Regions from separate parts of the Arabidopsis thaliana genome. Here region 2 is linked to region 1. The links are chromatin contacts, called in public capture Hi-C maps. All regions are on one chromosome and are shown on one strand. The core of a region is the stretch at or near the end of the contact, and the rest is flanking DNA. Distances in the headings are between cores, read along the strand shown. Region 1 holds the start of AT1G31040 (PLATZ transcription factor family protein). Region 2 holds the start of AT1G31710 (Copper amine oxidase family protein).

Region 1 (2,960 bases), core at 120-2,619:
GTTATATGAAACACATGTTTTCTATATATTGGTTTAATTTTATTTTAAAAGTAAAATTTAATTATATAACTAAATTATATTAAAATAATAATATTTTTATATATAAGAAAAAAATCTAAGAGCCATCGATTGAGGATGTTCTTATACCATGCACTTTTATTATACATTAATGTAGATAAATATTTTACAATAACAATGTATTATCATTTCAAAATGGTATTTTATGTACATTAAAATTAATTATTCAATAAAAGAGTCTTTATAGTGAACAAATTGATTTTTCAAAGTCTAAATATAAATATTCTTTCAAATTAAATTAGTTTTCTTTAGTTGGATAGCAATATGATTGATTTTAGGATAATTGCATCATATAATGTATTTGATTTGGGCTTAACTAAGTTTATTGCATGGGAGATTATTATTAAAAACTACAAACTTGAAGTACTATTATAAAAGCAAAAATACGATTTTTTTTAATATCTTTTTTGAAAGAGAGAAATAGAGAGTGGCAATGTTGATATAATTTTTAAGAACTTATATAAACTTTTTAATCTATAATCTAATAACGCAACATTACACACTTTTAAACTTTGTTTGTTCTTCTAATATAAAATTTAAATCTGTGCATAGCATAATGACACCAAGTATATTATTTTTCCTATGCTAATAACTACGTTTTTAACATTAACAAATTTCTATAGATTTCGAATTGGTCACGAGTTTTATTTAGTAAAATGCAAATATACCGTGTGAATAAAGTATAAACATAATCACTATCATTACAAAAATTATTATGATAAAATTATCACTCCATATCTTTTCTTATCATTATCAATCCATTATATCTTCCCAATGTCATATGATATAAATATCACACCATAACTACACCTATGCCTTCGCAAGATATAAATATAGGAGTGATAATATACGTAATTATGCTATAAATGATAGTAAATGTTATAAATAAAAGCTACGTAAAACTTTTCAAAAATATGAAATTTTAAAAATCTTTTTAAATAGAAAAATCACATCTTCTTTTTTATGTTAGGTAGAAGGAAGGGAGACATGAGTCATCATATCCAGAAAAGGTAAATTAACCTTAGAGATCCCTCCAAACAAACTAATCTTCAGGGACACTTGTCCTCAATGAAATTAAATGCACCACAAACAAAAGATCAATAGATATACACTACACAACACATCTCTAATTTTATTTTAACTTTTTTCCTTAACAGAAAGAAACAGATAAAACCCCCTCAAGAAATATCTCAGTCCAATCTTTTTGTTCAATGCAAAAGGTAATCAAAAACTTCAAATTGGGTTTGTTTTGCCCAATGGAAAAATCACGACTAAATCTTTAATACTCCATGACATTTTGTCACACACCTTCTCTCTTAAAATTGGATCTTTCGCCAATGGAGAAATAGATTTGATCTTTCTTTGAACATTTCGTTTTCTCAATAAAAGACATTCTCTCTCTCTCTTTCTCCCACCCACCCAACCAACACTTTCTCTCTCTATACGTAGCGACAATAATTCTGGAACCTCCTCTACATTACAAAAACCCATTTATATACATACATACACATACACATAACATTAGATATTATATATAAACATTTACACACTCTTCTTCTTCACACACACACACACACTCTCCAAAATTTAAGCTCCCAATCAAAATCTCTCTTAGGGTTCTTCTTCTTCAATAAATTGAGTGACTCTTTAATTACCATAAAAATCCACAGAAATGGTTAGAGAAGGTGAAGAAGAAGAAGAGATGATGATGATGATGGCAACGAAACCTGCATGGCTTGAAGGTTTAATGGCGGAGACTTTCTTCTCAAGCTGTGGAATCCACGAAACTCGCCGTAAAAGTGAAAAGAACGTTTTTTGCTTACTCTGTTGTCTCAGTGTTTGTCCTCACTGTCTCCCTTCTCATCGCTCTCATCCTCTTCTTCAGGTAACCGATTTGATTCCTTGACAATTTCAATACCCATGTTTTTTTTTGTGTGTGAATTGTAATTATATTTTTGTGATGAAATCTGTACTTACACTGAATCACTGTGTACGTATGATTTCTCTAAGAAAATTCTCTCTTTCATAAGAGATGTTTGGATTGTAGCGAAATATGTATATACTCACAAACGTTAGCAAATTGTTAAATTTAACCATAAACCATTTTTTTTTTCTTGGTAATTTTCCCGGAAAATTCTCAATTCCGGGACTAGTCTGGAGTTCGGTTTAAGATTTTCCCTGTTAACAAAAAAAAAAATGCAAATCATAGAGCTTTTGGAACTTTGTTTTTTAATGGACCTTTCATTATCATAAACTTTTTCTTCTCCCCAAAAATATGTTTCTTTATAATGTTCATCTACTTAAGCCATCTTTCTAAATTTCTCATAACTATAGTTTTTCCTCTAAGATTGAATTGTACATGTTTGATTTAGTTACTCTAAACATATGATCATTTCTCTAATTATGTTGAGAATTGTAGAGTATGTATAACCAACCGTACAGTGTATAGATTTATATGTATCATGGATTTATGTGATGATAGTAATTGGACTTGAATTGTCTATTGTGTGGATTTGGTTTGTTTCTATATATAGTATGTATCTTTTTCTCATCTTTTATTAATTCTTTCTCTTTTCAAATTGCTTGGTTCCTTTAAAATTTGTTGTCTTCTCTGTTCAACTTCTCTTGTGCTGTTGCTTTCAAAGAACATCAAAGCTTTGACCAAATTCCTTTTCCTTCACTTCCCTTAACTTCTTTTCAACAGGTTTTTGTTTTTATCAATTCATATTTTTTAATCATTTTCCACTATTCCCCAAAAAAACATTATTGGTGCAAATCTATCCTTCTTGATAATATTATAAGATTTATTTATTACCCTGTTGTTTGCTTCAATAGAGATAAGAAGGATTTTTTTTGAAGGAATTATGAAATTTACCCCATTA
Region 2 (2,960 bases), core at 231-2,730, 280 kb before region 1:
ATCAGGCGTATGGAGCTAATAGAAAATAGAGAGACAGAGAGACCTATATTCGGCGGTTTAGAATATTCTCATAATATGAGAGATATGTTTAGTTTCCATTATCATTATCTTTTCCAATTCTTTAGTTCTATCTCTCTCTATATAAGCATGTTAAACCTTGATTCATGATTCAATAAGAAATCCATAGCAAATCATTACTTTAGCAACCTATAATTGTTAATCATTTTACCTCACAAAGACACAAACCACTGTTACTACTATTCGGCCATTTGCACTGACAAACTTTTAAAATATAATTTCTATATATAGCATGCATAATTGCTGTCTGCAAAATCTGATCTATAATGCGTAAGGAGCCAAAGGAAAAAATGCCATTTGGCTATTTGCCACTGATAAACTTTAAAAATATAATTTCCATATATAGCATGCATAGCATGTTGTCTGCAAAATCTGATCTATAATTCGTATGGAGCCAAAGGAAGAGATATAGCCATAAATATTAGTCATTTTTTGGGTTTGTTAATCATTTACCTCACGATGTGTCCATCGACCTTGAAGCCCGGACCATCCGGCTGCAAAAGGACGGCGTTATGAAGCGTCGGTCCAAAGGGTGGGTTAAGCTTCGAGATACGGTACTCCGTTCCGTTAGCTATGGGCATAGTAACCACTGACCTGTCCTTAAACTCCGATACCTTCATCTCATCAAGATTAACGATTATCGTCATTCCTTCAATAGGTCTAAGATACATATTAACGGTGCCGTCAAGATAAAACGGCATCAATCTAATAACTCGCTCCGCCTCGGCCTTAGTCTCACCGTACCATCCAATCGTTGACGTCGTGAACACGATCTCCGAAACGTTTAAGCCACGTTTCGCGACCGAGTCAATAAACGGCTTGAACTTGACAACAAGCTCGGTGGATGCTTCTTGCTCGTCGTTTGAGAGCATAGGGTAACCATTTCCTACGTGAATTTTGTCCGAGACGATGGCACGAGAGGAAAAGTCAAGGACTATCTCTCTGGTCTTTCCGTTGTCTCGAGCAATGACGAACGCTTGGCGTGGTGGTGGTTTGATGGTATGATTCGGTGATGAGTACCAAGACAAGACTAGAGACTTGTTGGGTTCGTTGAGACCAACGTATTGGAAAGTGAACTTATGATTCGGACCAACGGGGTACGACTTGTTGATGATGGTTCGGACGAGTTTGAGTTCGGTCTCGGTTAAGGGATCAAATGGGTGACGCGGTGGAGTAAAGCTTGAGGATGAGACTACGATAACGAAAGAGAAAAGGATGAGAATGGTGAAGTGAAGTGGAGCCATATTGTTCTTTGTGAGGTATTATTGTTTGCTTTAATGGATTTGGTTTATGTTTAACTTCAAATTTTTATAGGCAAAAAAATGCCTTGATGGTATTAAATTAATATATATTCTTTTTGCACGTGAGAAATAGACGTTTAAGTAGAAATCAAAGAAGCGACCTCTATTAAACCATTCGACGAAAAGAATAATTAGGAAACTAATATTTATATTTCCTTTGTTCTACAAAGATTGATTTTCTTCTATTTTTCTTTATTTTTATTGATTTATATTTGTAAATTGTAAACTTCAAGATACAATTATTAGAAATCATGAACTTTCTTACACAACTACTGGTTGATAATTACTAAAAATATTTAACATGAAAAACAAAGTTAAATTGATTAAACAATGATTGAATTCTTAATATGTGTGAAAACCACAAAACATCAAACTATTAGTATCAGAGGGATATAACGTATGGTGATATAGTTTAATCTGTAATAGTTTGTTATGGAGAAAAGAGCCATATTATATACAGTAATAATTTTCTTTGGACATGTAGACCCATGTTATATACTGTTTTAATTTTCTCTGGACAAGCATAGCTATATGTAATAATTCACTTGGGCCATAATTCACTACACGAACTTACACATATAATATGATATGGTAGTTCTTTGACTTATGTCTTACCCTACCTACCTAACACATAATCTACGAAATCTCAAATGATATCTTCTCTTGCTACCAGTTCGATATTTCCGTGTGTCTAAACGACGTTGCTATACAAATTACTAAACTATAAGTCTTGCTCTATTGATGCAAATATAATAGAAGTGATTTATGTTTGACAAAATGTATGTTGCTTTGGAGTAAAATTTGGGATATTATACATGCACAATGCATCAATACATATGTATTGGTGCGGGTTGCCTTTGAACTTTGGAGTAAATGAAAACATGTATCTGTGTGGGCCGAATCTACTGGGCCGGTATATGGTTCATTTTGTTGACCAGAGCCGAGGAGGTTAAATGTACAGTATAGTGATTCCATATTTTTCCTCTTGTGCAATTCCGGGTTATAATCCCTTTTTGGAGATTTCGGTTTACTCTTGTGTTTGTTCAATGGGATCTGGTTTAAGTTGGAATTGAATAACCGAAAAGAGTAAAAAAAAAAAATCTACCGATCAGCAAAACAACATGCAGTACCGGAAAAAAAAAAAAAAACTATAGTCTAGGCTAGGCAGCAATTCTCTCTTTAATTCTTTCGGTACTTATGGTCTGATATTGTTACAAATAATATTTTTGGCTACTTATATATAGGCTATGAGCTTAACATAGGGTTCATTTTGTCTCCTTTTACATGGTTACTTTTTGCCCTTCTCTTCGGACCGAACCAAGATTGTGGGTCAAACTGTTTTTCCGCTGGACACGAGTGTTGTTAAGTTGGGCCAAATTCCTGTGTAAGTAGCATGTTAACTCAGCCAATCTTTGTTTGGGCCGAATTATGCATAAGGGTCAAAACCTATATCCCACATTGCTCTTGACCTATAATAAATTTTCCATCCATTAAAAACTGCACTTGCTAAATAATCTAAGGGGACATGCAGACTAATCACAGCTTCAATCAAGGTAGGTAATGAAATTCCAATCACCACTC

What was found. Capture Hi-C pulls out chosen DNA fragments and counts their contacts.
Region 2: a capture Hi-C map of seedling shows a contact between it and region 1, with 4 times the contacts expected there. A contact is called at or near these places in 2 of 26 Hi-C or Micro-C datasets (root and seed embryo) and 1 of 3 other capture datasets (seedling).

What each region holds. Positions count from the first base shown.
Region 1 is chr1:11,070,973-11,073,932 of TAIR10.1, reverse strand. AT1G31040 (PLATZ transcription factor family protein) reads left to right here and starts at 1,369. Exons shown (of 4, transcript NM_102842.3): 1 at 1,369-1,963. The coding sequence starts at 1,751.
Region 2 is chr1:11,348,217-11,351,176 of TAIR10.1, reverse strand. AT1G31710 (Copper amine oxidase family protein) reads right to left here and starts at 1,480. Exons shown (of 5, transcript NM_102906.4): 1 at 532-1,480. The coding sequence starts at 1,322.